Regions from separate parts of the Zea mays genome. Here region 1 is linked to region 2. Evidence: chromatin contacts called from public Hi-C data. All regions are on one chromosome and are shown on one strand. The core of a region is the stretch at or near the end of the contact, and the rest is flanking DNA. Distances in the headings are between cores, read along the strand shown.

Region 1 (6,374 bases), core at 3,347-5,846, 570 kb after region 2:
AAATATATCACGGTCAACATTTAATCTCCATTGGCATTGTGCACATTTCATGGTCCTCATTAAACGTTGGGAGGATGGATGGCTACGCCTATCTTGGATTGGACAGGAGAGGATCTGTTAGCAATTGTTGTGGGATGAGAGGGGTGTCAATCCCACAATTCTGTGGATTGATGTAGATTCTTATATTGTCAATTCGATCCTATATACAGGGTCATTGCAATATGCATACATAGGCCAACTCCAGCAGACCGTGCAAACGAGCGTGCAAAACACTGTTCTGTGCTGTACACGACACTGTTTACGGTGTGGAGTTTGAAATAAGGAGTGAGATAGGTAGTCCGCTGGAGATAGCCAGCAAGCAAGATCCCGTAGATAGGATTGGTATTTTCCAGTAGTAAAAAAATATTATGAGATTGGACAGTCCAAAGAGGCGGGTATCCCTTGAACGGAGCTGTCCTATAGCTGCTATTTTCTTGTTGTCTGATCTTTGTAATTTCCACAGGTACGCTGAATTTGTTTCTCATGAAATGGTTGATTTTTTTTTTCTCGATTTTCTAACTAGCCTTGTCGTTGTGCAGAAAACCATAACGAGCGAGTGGTATGCGTGAGAAATTTACCGCCAGAGGAAATACTCCTGCAAGCCACCAGGCTAAGGAACTCTCTGGGCAGGAAAGTGGTGAAGCTGCGGACCAGACATGTAACGAAACGCCCCAGTGTTCAGGGGACGTGGACGACGGAACTGAAGATGTGAAGCAACAAGCCAAGGTGTTTCATTGTTCTTTGGTGGTCTGATTGCAGAAAATGTCAGCTGTGTCGATAACTTTGGTAGAGCTGCCGTTAGGCTTGCCTGTTTGAATAGCTAAACCGTTTACTCCATTTGTTCCGGAGTACAATCTGGTAATAACATAGGAGTACACTTGACTTTCTTAGACCAGGCCGTCACATTTGATATTTCAGTCTGGTGATATCTGTCTCCTATATTAGACCAGTACAATGTTTCAACTCGCGAGATACTGCGAACACAGAATTTTGCTATGCTATGGCCATTACCAAGGTTTTTTTTATCACTGGTATAAGTGAAAAAAAATGGAAGACGGAAACTGTCATCAGATGCAGCCATACAATATGCTGACAGCCAGCCAGTCAATCTTGTGTACGAACCATTACGGTGCGGTTGGTTTAAAACTATTTCCAACATATTATTTATATGGTCATATAAAATACCGTTTTGTATTATAGACTGTTGTTTATAGAGTGCAGTTTAAAATGAGAAACTAGGATGAGTAGATGGAGTATATACATGCATAAATTTGAGAATATTCTTATCCATGTTTGTTGTTTGGTTAAATAGATACAATGAGTTACTTTTCTGTTTAGTTGGATGAATGGGAGTGGATCTCTGATTTTAAAATAAGGAGAAATAATTTCAGTCCTGATAATCATTATTTAAACATGATATACTTTAATTAGCACAACTACTACCTTAATTCACATACAAAACACACTAATCACTATATTATTACTTATCAAATTTAATATTATTATAATAATTAATAAGTAATTATTAGTAATCCCTAAATTATTACTAATTTAAATTATTCAGGCCGTTATTGGGTTTCAGTGACTATTAACAACAATATATTATTATGACTGCCATACAGGTTATAGAATCAAATTAAGTTAGGTCACAAAAATCATGATTTGTTGGACATATGGTATTTGTGCCCCTCTTAATAGAAATCAATTATTGGGTTTTAAAAGGAAAAACAAGAATCAACTAATTCCAAGTGTCAAGAGAGTTGGTATATACATGGATTAAGAGTATCTCTAAAAAACTCTTTATTTTTTGTTCTTTATTTGACTCTTTATATACCTTTTCATAAAGATTACACTCTATATGTAACACCTCACTACAACAGACTATCTATCTAGTTTTGCTAGTCAAGTGGCTAGCTAAATTTAGCTAGTGATAGAACTAATTTAGAGAGTCAGATAGCTTAGCGAGACATTTAACTAGTCTCTTGGAGATGCTCTAACGAGGGATCTTTATTTTTTCCCGTTAGCCATACTATAAAGGGGTATAGATGGGTAGCTTGACATAGACAAGTCTAGTAGTGAGTATGATGCACACTTATGGAATCTAGTACTAGGCAGTCCTATAAAACCAAGTGAAGTTTGAGATGAAATCCAGTTTGAAACAAGAAAGTTTGTGATGCTCAAGTAGCACATGCATTAGACATGTGCCACTAGATATGAGTGAAAGGAAAATTGGAAAATAAGCCAGTTTTCATACTGTTTTGGTGATTAATATCCATCACAACATACTGGACAAACTATTTGCTAAGTCTGTGAGCATATGTTCAATTCAAAGCAAATTGAGTAGAGTGAAGTTTAGATATGCTCAAACAAAGCGAGAAAGTGCAACTTTATGAAAATGGGTAAAACAATGGTTCTTGGACATTTGAATAAATCGCACACACCTATTGCAATGTCTTTAGCACTTTGGTTCAGTCTTGGAGAAAGTGCATATTTTGGACTTGTTTTGAGCAGAAATAAAAAAAACTCAAAGGGAGATAAGCTAGAGGTATGGACTTATGACTTAGGCAAGTCAAACATATCATAATTATGTTTGTCTAAGTCATAGAATAGTTCCCAAGAAAGGCCAAGTCGAATTAAATAACATTTGGCTAAAAGGACTTCAACCAGCTGTTTAGGGTTCATCGGACCAGTCCGATGATGCACAAGACCGAGTTTGTGGAGAACCTAGACTAAGGGCTTCGTAGGCCAAGCGCACCAGACCAGTCCGATGGTGTGTTGGACCCTCCGTTCGTGAACTCCTCAGTCTCGATATTTTTATTATAAAAATCACCGAACCCTCTACAGGAGTGGCCGGGCAGTACACTGAACCTCGCGGCAACGACTACTTCGGGCGCGTAATAGCTACTTCAACGGTCGAGCAACACGTGGCGATTCAGTGGTGGACCGAACTGGTCCGGTACTAGTCTGAATTGGAAGGGCCCATTCAAGATTCCAGAGGCTTGCTCATGTTCCCGGTCTGATGCGCGATTGCACAAATCAGTTTTTTGGAGGAAATTTCAACGACTATGAAAGGACTTTAGGCTATAAATAGAGTTCCTAGCCGACCTCTACTGGCACCCATGCATCACAAGAGCTACACATCACTCTGATTCATTTGTGCAATACCAACATTCGATTTTAGAGAGATCCTAGCACCCTTTTGAGTTGAAATAGACATATTTTGAGTCTAGTGTTCTTGGTGTTGTGTTGTTGTGTTTTGCTCTTGTGTTGTGTTCTACTCCTCTCTCTCTCTCTCTTGATGTTCTTGGAGATTGTGCTCCCATCGAACTTGTGTATGCAAGAGACTCTGATATGTAGAGATCCTTGCGAGGAGAAGTATTTGATAAGGAAGACTTTGAGCTCAAGTTGATCATTGGATTATTTGAGAGGGATTGAGTGCGACCCTCGTCCTTTGAGACTTCATAACGTGTAGTAGGCAAGCAGTTGAGGCTTGACTAAACCATGAAAAAATTGTTGTGTCTTGTGTGCTATATTCTTATTGTAATTTGTGCTTACACTCCACTCTAAATTTTTAATCTACACTTGATCTTTTGCCATTGGACTAATTCATAAATCAAGTTGGATATCTAGTGCAAGAACTTTTCTCACATCTTTCTACTCTTTTGGAGCTTGGCTTTGCACTTATCGTTAATGTAGATCCAATTTTATTTTAAGTTGTGATTTTTAGACATCATCTATTCACCCCATCAAAAAGGTTGCCCTATTTAGAACTCAGTTATGAGTCCGATCTGGTGCACCCATCTTAATATCTCAAACGTCTGGCCCTAAGTGGCCAGGGAACCACATCATCAAAGTTGTTGCATCCATCGTATCCCCAAACTAATGATCTTCAGTGCTCTTGTTTATCTTTTAAAGAAAAATATCTCACTTCCAGAAAGGGCATTTTTTATCTCGTGCAAGTGCAACTTTTCTTCCCATTCGCTTTGCGACGTACTTTCTATGTTATTTTTTATTTGTCACGTTTTAATTTAAAAATTAACTAGCGAGCGATAAATATTCGAAAATGGAGGTAGTTTTTTAGAAGCGGTGGCCGCTAGAGATGCATAGCTGGAGGCTAAAAAAAGTTTTAGATTTAACTTTTACAAAAAAAATTACATTCAATCAATTAAAGGCTCAAAATGATAAAATGTCAACTAATTTATATAGAATCAGAAGAGCGTCACCTCTATATTTACACAAGCTAGAGCCCCCAATCAAGAAACGGAGCTCTCTGTAACGGGGGTTTGTACCGCTGTTGTAGATAAAAAAACGAACATCGTCTGACTAGTGTGACTGCCGCCGTCTCCCGACGCGTTAAACAACAGGTCGCCATAGTAGAAGCCGCCAAGGCGTCAACCCAGAAGCAAAGCCGACGCGACGCCAATTCGCACACACGGCTTTCTCTCGTTCGTATGCGACAGCAGCATCCACCCGGACACGCTTTTACCAACACCAGCGTGTGGCGTTAGACTGCCGTTGCCGTGGCGATAAAAATCAATCAAACATTCCCTAGCTAATGGCATAAAGAAATGGATAAGTAAACCGCATCGATTCCACCTCGAACAGCACCAGCATATACGGAGAACGCGCATTTTCTATAGCAACCAACCAATCTGATGCTACCAGTGGCATCCTACGCGGCAGAGGAATAGCCACGCCACCACGTCCCCCGCGCCCGCCGACCCACCCGCAAACGCAACGCAATAATAATAGGCTAGGCAGCCAGCAGCCACCATCCCCACCAGCCCAGCACCAGGAAGGAAATAGCGGCGAGCAAGAGCTGGCGGAAAGAAGAGGAAAGCCAGGCACGCCGCTCACCCACCGCGCCACCAACCGCAGATCCTAAATCCGATCTCTCTCTCCCTCCCTCCCTCCCTCCCGCTCGAGGTTTTCGGTTTCGATCCGGCAAGCGGGCGAGATCTTCATGGCGACGTCGTTCGACCGCTGGGAGAAGGACCCCTTCTTCCTCGCCGCCGAGGAGGTCCAGGAATCCGCCGATCGGTGCGTTGCCCCTTTTCTTTTCTCCCCATTTCTTTCCGTGTTCTCTCTCTCTCTCTCTCTCTCTCTCTCTTCTCTGGGTGGGTTGGCCTAGGTTTGCTCTGCTCCGTTTGCGATTGCGAATCCGGTGCTGACCTCTGTCGGTTCTTTGTTTGCGTCCACGCAGGATGGAATCGGTTTATCGGGTATGGGTGCAGGAGAGGAGCGGGGGCGATTCCGAGGCGGCAAGCGTCACTGGAGGCCCTACAGCTGCGCAGCTTCGCCGCGAGCTGCACACGGCGCTTGGTACCGCCAAGTGGCAGGTGAGTTGGTCGCCCTTATCGTTCATTTTGAGGTTGTATTATTGCACGTCCCGATTGCTGTAGTCCCCTTGCTAAATTCGCTAGTGTTTTATAGCGTAATTGGTATAGACCCTCAGATGTGTAAAAACTTTCCCTGCTTAAACGGTCACTGAAAATCTAGCTTAGCATGGTGTTTGATTCGCTTTTATGAGTTGCCATATTCCCTCTGGGATCCTCCTTTCTTATATATATGTACTTCACTCGGCAGCTCCCCGTCCCCCCTTTTTTTAAAAAGAATTTGTCATATTGACATGACGTTTAAACAAGCACGTTCATGTATATGTGGATGTGGTTGAGGTGATAATGGTACTTAGTTGGGTAATGTGGCCTAAACCTTTATAAAAAAATGTTTCTAATTATAGTGCAAAATTTGAAGATTAGTAGATTACTGCTACAAGAATCTTCGGTTCAAAAGCTCATTCTGTGAGTTGGTTTATCCTTCTTCCAGCTTGATGAACTGGCGCGGGCAGTCAGATCGAACGATCTGGTTATGTCAGCAGGAAAAGACACAAGGGCTAGGCATGATGATTTTGTTACAGCAATCGGCTATCGCATATTAGAGGTCGAGAACTACTTGAAAGAATCCAATCTTGCGGACGGGAGGGGGCCATTGAGCTGGGTTCACTTGGATGAGGATGAAAGGGACGACCTTGCAGCTTTTCTATCTGCCAGTCCTTTTCAACAGAAAGACAAAGTGGTCACAATTCCTTCAGCAGGTGACATTGAAGTGGGCAGCAATGCAGCAAGGATGAAAAATGATATATCAACTGACAGCTCCAAGGATTCAGCTGGTTCCACGGATTTGATTTCAGGCACAGCAAAGCAAGATTTGCATCGTGGGCACAGAAGAGCAGCTAGTGCCAGTGCTGATATAGGCTCATGGAGCATGTCAATCCCTAATGAATGTGAAGGAACTACAGAACAGTTATCTGATGGCTCAGACAAATTGCCTTTGCA
Region 2 (6,545 bases), core at 2,014-4,513:
TCTATAAATGTTCCCATTAAAATATTTGGATTTAGGTTGCTGAATGATTAGTTTCTTTGTGTAGCATAGTGCCGTACTTATCCATCACTGTTCTTACCTTACCTCTTTAGCCTGTCCTATTTTGATTTTTTGGTAGCATAATATCTTAATTATAAATCACTGTTCCTGCCTTAGCTCTTTAGCTTGGCACATTGAAATTTAAATTTTAGTAGCATGAAGCAATTTGATGCCTCGTTTTTTAGTATTTATTCATGGAACCTGGATTAATATTTTCCTTCAGATCTCAATCTTATAATGTGAACTTTTTGTGATGGTAACTATACCCTACTGTGAATGGTACTGGTATTGTAACTCATAGAAAATGGCTGACCTTTTGGCACACGTTTCATTGATTCTGAGTTCTTATTTCTAAACCTTCTATGTTCTTCGAAGAACCTAAACCTTATATATTCTTACACACCCTTCTATCTGTTACAATTTTGTCTTTTACCTCTTTTGGAAATAAAATGTCTGTCTAGGTTATCTTGGTGAGCAACAAATGCATGTAGATTCCCAGTCACCTTTTATGTTTTATCTCCGCAAGTCGCTTTTATTTCATGCACCAATGATTTCTATTTTGAAAATTCTAGGATGGCATGAAGATGGGAAAGTCACTAGGCAACACACTTGAACCAAAAGATCTGGTAGAAAGATTTGGTGCTGATGCTGTTAGGTATTTCTTCTTGCGGGAAGTAGAATTTGGCAATGATGGGGACTATTCAGAAGAACGCTTTATCAATATAGTGAATGCTCATCTTGCTAATACAATTGGTATTTCTACTTAAATTACCTTTGTTTCTGAAACATGTATATACAATTCATGTGTGCTGAAATTGTTATGCCATTTTCCTTCTTTCTTCACTTGGTGCTCCTTGTTTCTGCCTATGCATCTTTATGTGTTAATAACTATCTCACTGTCTTGAACAGGAAACCTCCTTAATCGTACACTTGGGCTACTAAAAAAGAACTGTAAATCCGTACTAGCTTTTGATTCAATTGCTGCCGCAGATGGAGGTTTGTTCAGAAATAAGATAGAAAATCTGGTAAGTAGATTTTCATGGTATCTTCAACTATGGTAAGAGGAGTGGAGGGTAAAGGATTTAATTATAAACCATGGGTTTTTTATTGAACCATGGGTTTTTTATTGAACTGGCAGTCTACTAGGCTAGTATGTGTGTAACCAACTGCATAAGGAGTTAAAAGACATAGAATATATAAGGTCTACAACAGTGAATTTGTTTTTTTACTCTGTCAACAAGTGTTGTCAATGATGTGGTGGGTCCATTGTGTTTGAATTCATGAAACTATGATACATTTGGATGTTTTAGGCCAAGGTCTGCTTAGCCTGCCTAAGTACCCACAAATTCACATGCCTTGTTGTGTCTCTGTTCGAGTCACCATGAAAATTGTTTTTACAGGTGGACAAGGCAAAACACCAATATGAAAATCTTTTACTGTCATCAGCATGTGAAACTGTTTTAGAGATTGGTGATCTTGGAAACTTGTACATCGATGAGCAAGCACCATGGTCCTGTTTTAAGCAAGGGGGTGAGAGTGCTGAAAAGGCTGCAAAGGTAAACACGTAAAAACTGTTTTTTACTCTCACCTTTTCACCTATGTTTCATATGTATTTGCCAAATTTTAAATGCTGAAAGTTCGAATTTGAAAAGTCAAAACATCTAATCAGTTTGTAGCCTATGGAAGTGGCCTCCCTTGGAGTTGGAGCTTCAAAACAGAATCCTAGCTCTTATTTTCACATTACTTACTGGTACACTCTCTGTGATATCTAACATCAGCAAAAAAAAAACTTATATGTGCTGACAATATATCTTAAGGCCTTTTTTAATGATCAATGATTTGTCTGATGTATATGACGCATGAAGCTACTTATTAACTGTACAAAACTTGTTCCGTTGTTGTGAAATATATGGATGGAACCATAAATGATTGATATTTCAGATGGTGTTTGGCAAGCTATGATACATAAAGAAACTGCACCCCGCTTCTGTAGTTTTGTGATATGACTACATTGCTTATTATGTCCCCACTTATCTACAGGATCTCGTACTTATTTTAGAGACAATGAGGATAATTGCAATCACACTATCTCCTATCACTCCAAGCCTTTCTCTGAGGATTTACACACAGCTTGGTTTCACAGAAGACCAGTTTAGGGTGTTGAGATGGGTATGTTCTTGTATCATAGACATGCTGTATGATTCCGTTCTTATTTATATATGTTCATCCTCAAAAATACAATCAGGCATCATCAGGAAATGCAGTCTTCAATCTTATATGGATCAGCCTCAGTATTTTCCAGAGCATGTAATCATTTTCAGTTATGTCATTAGGAGGATACGAAATGGGGAGGCCTTAAAGCAGGCCAGGTAATGTCGGAGCCAAAGCCAGTATTTGCAAGGATAGAAACCGAGGTGGAAGAGGAAGCCCAAACAAGTTCAAAAGCAGCAAAAGGTGGGAAGAAAGCACGCAGGAAAGGACTTGTGGAGGCATAGTTTCTGTTGGAACAGTGTATCAGCATCGTTAAAAGGAGAATATTTCATCTTCTCTTTTTTTTGGAAAAAAATCTTTAGCCTATCTGTTCCTGAAATTTGTTCTTTGCTAACGTGTCACATTGTATCATGTAGATAGCCAAAAAAAGACCACTATTGATTCTGATGCTCTGTCAGAGAGAGAGCTAGGATAATTGCGAGTAGAGCTAGCAGCGGATTTGGATCATCCAAAATCTAATTGGATATTTGTTGTTTTGGATAAGGTGGAGAGCAACTTAAAAAAACCCAATGTCCATTAGATATCTTTGGACTTGACTTGTTTCTAATGTTTGGAGACATGCTGATTTTTATGAACTAATAACACAGTAGCTGGTTGTTATATGGAGTTGTTGCAAATAAATGTTTAATCGACTTTGCTAAAATTTTAAGGCGTGAATTTAAGATTTTAAATTTTAGAGTCTAGACGGTCGACGGAGAGTTTGCGCGGGGATTGCAACCGCATCGCACGGAAGTTGGAAAGCTGACAAGTTGGCGGCGATGATGGGTTCGAACTGGGCGGCGATGATGGGTTCGAACTGTCCACACGGCACGGCAGTAACGGTATGGGGTTTTTGCTCGGATCTGTTCCGTCCGATCCCACTGGAGCCGTCCGTCTAGGTGTCTACAGTGTGCCTAGACTTGAGGCAATAAGGCGCGGGAGCGGTCCCCAGTCTCGTTCCGGAGGCACATGCTGCCGTTGCGGCCTCACAGCAGTACAGCACGGGCCACTCCTGCACGCACACTCGCACAGCCGCCGATGTCCACCGCTGCGCGTACAGGTACAGCCGTAGTGTCAGCTTCGCATTCCTTTCTTTATTTTCTTTTGACTACTCCATGAGACGACAGCACGGGGCGCTCCTCCTTTTGAGGCAACCAAAAGGCTAGGCAGCGCTCTCCCAGCTTTTGGGCACGCTCACCCTGTCATACCCAGGTCCGGCGTTTACTTTAATTTTCCGCTAGCAAACAATACCGTATTTTGTATGATGTTGGATCTAAGGACGGTTGAAACGGATCCCCTAACGTACATGAGCCGACGACAGGGGTCTACTGGTTTTACTCCGACCTTGATCGATTCGGTCCGTTGGTTGGTTAGTTTACGAATCATTCGATATGAATTGCGTTGTAGTTGAACCGATCGATATTGATTGATCGATATGAATCCATGCACTGGCGAATCGGTGATATCGATCTAAATTGATCGGTATTGATAGTCTTTAGCCACATGTAGACATCATTTTAAAGTAAAAAACATTTTTCAAAACTAAAAAAAATCTAGAATACGGGAAGCTTACTGATTTTGAGTACGACACTCTTCTTGTCTAGACTCTAGCGTGCCTACTACTCTCCCGCCAATGTTTTTCAAGCTTTCTTGTTTAGTTTGTGATGAGAGCTTATTGATGTTGAGGGTTGTTTGGTTTTTCTAAGTATAAGAGACAATTAATAGACTATATAATATAACTTTGAGACATTAGATCATAAATACAGCTAAAAGACAACATGTATGAGAGTCGTAAAAAGACGAGCTCTTCACAAAGAGCATGTCTCTTATATTTTTTTTTCAAATAAACTTTTAAAGACCCCTCAAAAGACCACATATTAAATAGGATTGTACATGCTTTAAGTATGTACGAGTTTACTAAACTGTATCACCCTAGAGCACATTATGGGCTCCGAGCCCTTTACTGATCATGGGTTCGTAGGTTGACCCCTCGGTAGGGTTCGACAATCGCCCCAGAGCATAGAGTCAGGGATAACTATGGGTAAGCTCATACATGGCCAAGGCTCGGGCTACAATGCCGAGGTACACTAAGACATATCTGATACCTCCAGGAACGATTTGTGACGGTATCCCATTCAGAGGGAGGCATCGAGCCCTCGAACCCCATCGAACAGGTCCGAGACCAGAGAATCACTCGCAGGTACTTTGAGGCGCATCTCCGGACCACTAGACGACCGCTATCAAACGAGACTCGAGCCTTCGCTCGAATTACTCGTTACCAGCTCATCGGAGACGACATGCTCGTTGCCCACCGAGGGTAGCATGGCGCTTTCCCCCTCTTCCTCCTTGTGGAAAGGCGACGAAGAGGCATATCATTAAAAAGTCAAGGCGTTTCCGATCATCCTCTCGCCCTGTGCAGAGGCTCGGGGGCTGCCCTTGCACCCATGCTGCGGCAGGATTGTTGGAAGCACCAGCAACCCAATGCAGAGACTTGGGGGTTGCCTTTGCACCCACACTATGGTCAGGTGACGAACAAAGGACAAGTCAACGATATCTATAGAGGGAAATATAAAGACTTTGAAGGAGTGAACCACTCCTTCGAGCCTCGAGGGCTACACCTGACGGGTGCGCTCGCGCGCACCCATCAGAAATAAGTCTACCACCTTTCAAAGGGTTAAGCAACATACCTGCACGAGACAGAAGAACCCCCAAGTAAGTGCCAACACTTCCTTGAAGGCTCGGGGCTATTGTCAGGTATCGTAATTAAGGGTAACCAGATCATGCCCCTAAACACGCCTAACACCTAACTACCAAAAAATCATAAGGAACATTCCCCGAGGTCAAGAAAGGATGAGCCATGATTCGCCCGAGACCGCGCTCGGCGGTCGCTCAAAACTCCGCCTCGCCTTGTGCCTGTCCTCGAGCGAGGGCAGCATTCAGGAAATCCTCATCTTGCCCGAGGTCCCCTCTTCACGGAATGGCAGTTTCCGCATGTAAGTGCAATCAACCCTAATTGAGGGTTTTGGTGATTAAATGACAAAACAAACAGAGATTCTAACAAGTTTGCTCCTAGCATGTACACAATAATTCTACAGACAGGAGAAGCACAGATCTTATGAGCATAAAAAATGTAAAGCACAACGGATTTAAAATTCTACATCAAATGGCGTGCTCCAAGTGCTTGTAAACAACGGCAATGTTCATTTATAATTCTTGAGTTGTAGGAATCACCATTCAATCAAGAGGGATCCGCAATGGTTAAGTAAGTTATGCAATGAGCTAAGTTCAAAATCCTTTGAAATCATCTTCGAGAACACTTTTCCAGATCATGAATGCCTTTGAGAAAAACCATTTTTACTTCCCACAAGAGTTCCACCTTTGTTCTCTTCAAAATATTCAAAAGTTGTTTTTCATCCCTTGAAACCGGATCAACCGGACCTGAAACCGGTTCAACCGGTTTCGGGACTGTTCCTCTGCCATCCCTGCTCTGACCTGTCTGACAGCCAGAGCTGTCAGAAAAAGTCGTTGCAGATTTTTTGGGAAAACCGGTTCAACCGAAATTTTTCCCGACTCAACCGGTTTTGAATCCGGTCGAGTCTCCGGCTGAGTAGGTTAGTGAATCGGGATCTTCCTGGTGGAAACCGGTTCAACTGGTTTTTGCCTCTTTTCTCCCAACGGCTGCCAGCTTTTGGGGGATCCTTTATATACCCCCCACACTCTCTCTCTTATTTACTTCTGCCTCTTCCACGAAATCTTGGCTGACCAAACTCTCAACAAGTGCATTCATTTCACCTCCCACACCCGCAATCGCATCTCCTTCAATCGCTTGAAGGATCCTTGGTGTGAGGTGAACTCGATCTAACACGCTGTCATTTTCATCTCAATTCTCCTATTCTCTTTGTTCTTGAGCTCGTTGCAAACTTAACCTTGTGCGGATTTGTTACTCTTGGAACCTTGTGTTCCTTGACGGTTAGAGGTTGCTTGGGAGTCTCCAAATTTGTGGACGACCCCAAGAAGTTTGTATCACCCGCTCTTTGAGCATATTTGAGAAGAGATTGCCTTGACCTTTGTGGTCAGCTTATGGAGGATTAGGGTTGGAAAAGACCCGGCCCTTTGTGGGCTCCTCAACGAGGAGTAGGACACCTTTGTGGTGGTTGCTGAACCTCGGGTTATATTGCCTGTTCTTGTGTGTTCTTGTTAAGCGCTTTAAATTTGTTGGTTGGTTCATATTATCTATT

Evidence for each region. Hi-C and Micro-C count contacts between places; a contact is called where the count stands out from the background.
Region 1: a contact with region 2 is called in a Hi-C map of endosperm, with 2.7 times the contacts expected there. The contact joins the promoter of LOC103632029 here to the enhancer-like site in region 2. A contact is called at or near these places in 2 of 25 Hi-C or Micro-C datasets (endosperm and tassel).

The regions. Positions count from the first base shown.
Region 1 is chr1:21,616,561-21,622,934 of Zm-B73-REFERENCE-NAM-5.0, forward strand. It overlaps LOC103632029 (Syntaxin/t-SNARE family protein), which reads left to right and starts at 4,597. Exons shown (of 5, transcript XM_008653883.4): 1 at 4,597-5,079; 2 at 5,243-5,378; 3 at 5,866-6,374. The coding sequence starts at 5,003. LOC100282391 reads left to right here. Exons shown (of 4, transcript NM_001374367.1): 4 at 579-1,053. The coding sequence ends at 751.
Region 2 is chr1:21,048,473-21,055,017 of Zm-B73-REFERENCE-NAM-5.0, forward strand. LOC103631953 (methionine--tRNA ligase, chloroplastic/mitochondrial) reads left to right here. Exons shown (of 12, transcript XM_008653808.3): 8 at 630-810; 9 at 967-1,082; 10 at 1,458-1,613; 11 at 2,098-2,226; 12 at 2,391-2,930. The coding sequence ends at 2,552. Among protein-coding and RNA genes, the nearest start is that of LOC103631953, 14 kb to the left of the region's middle. Within about 2 kb of position 3,264, at least 20 of the 20 cell types and tissues checked have an H3K27ac peak or open chromatin away from gene starts, as enhancers often do. A contact at or near this core is called in endosperm and tassel, where this site is marked.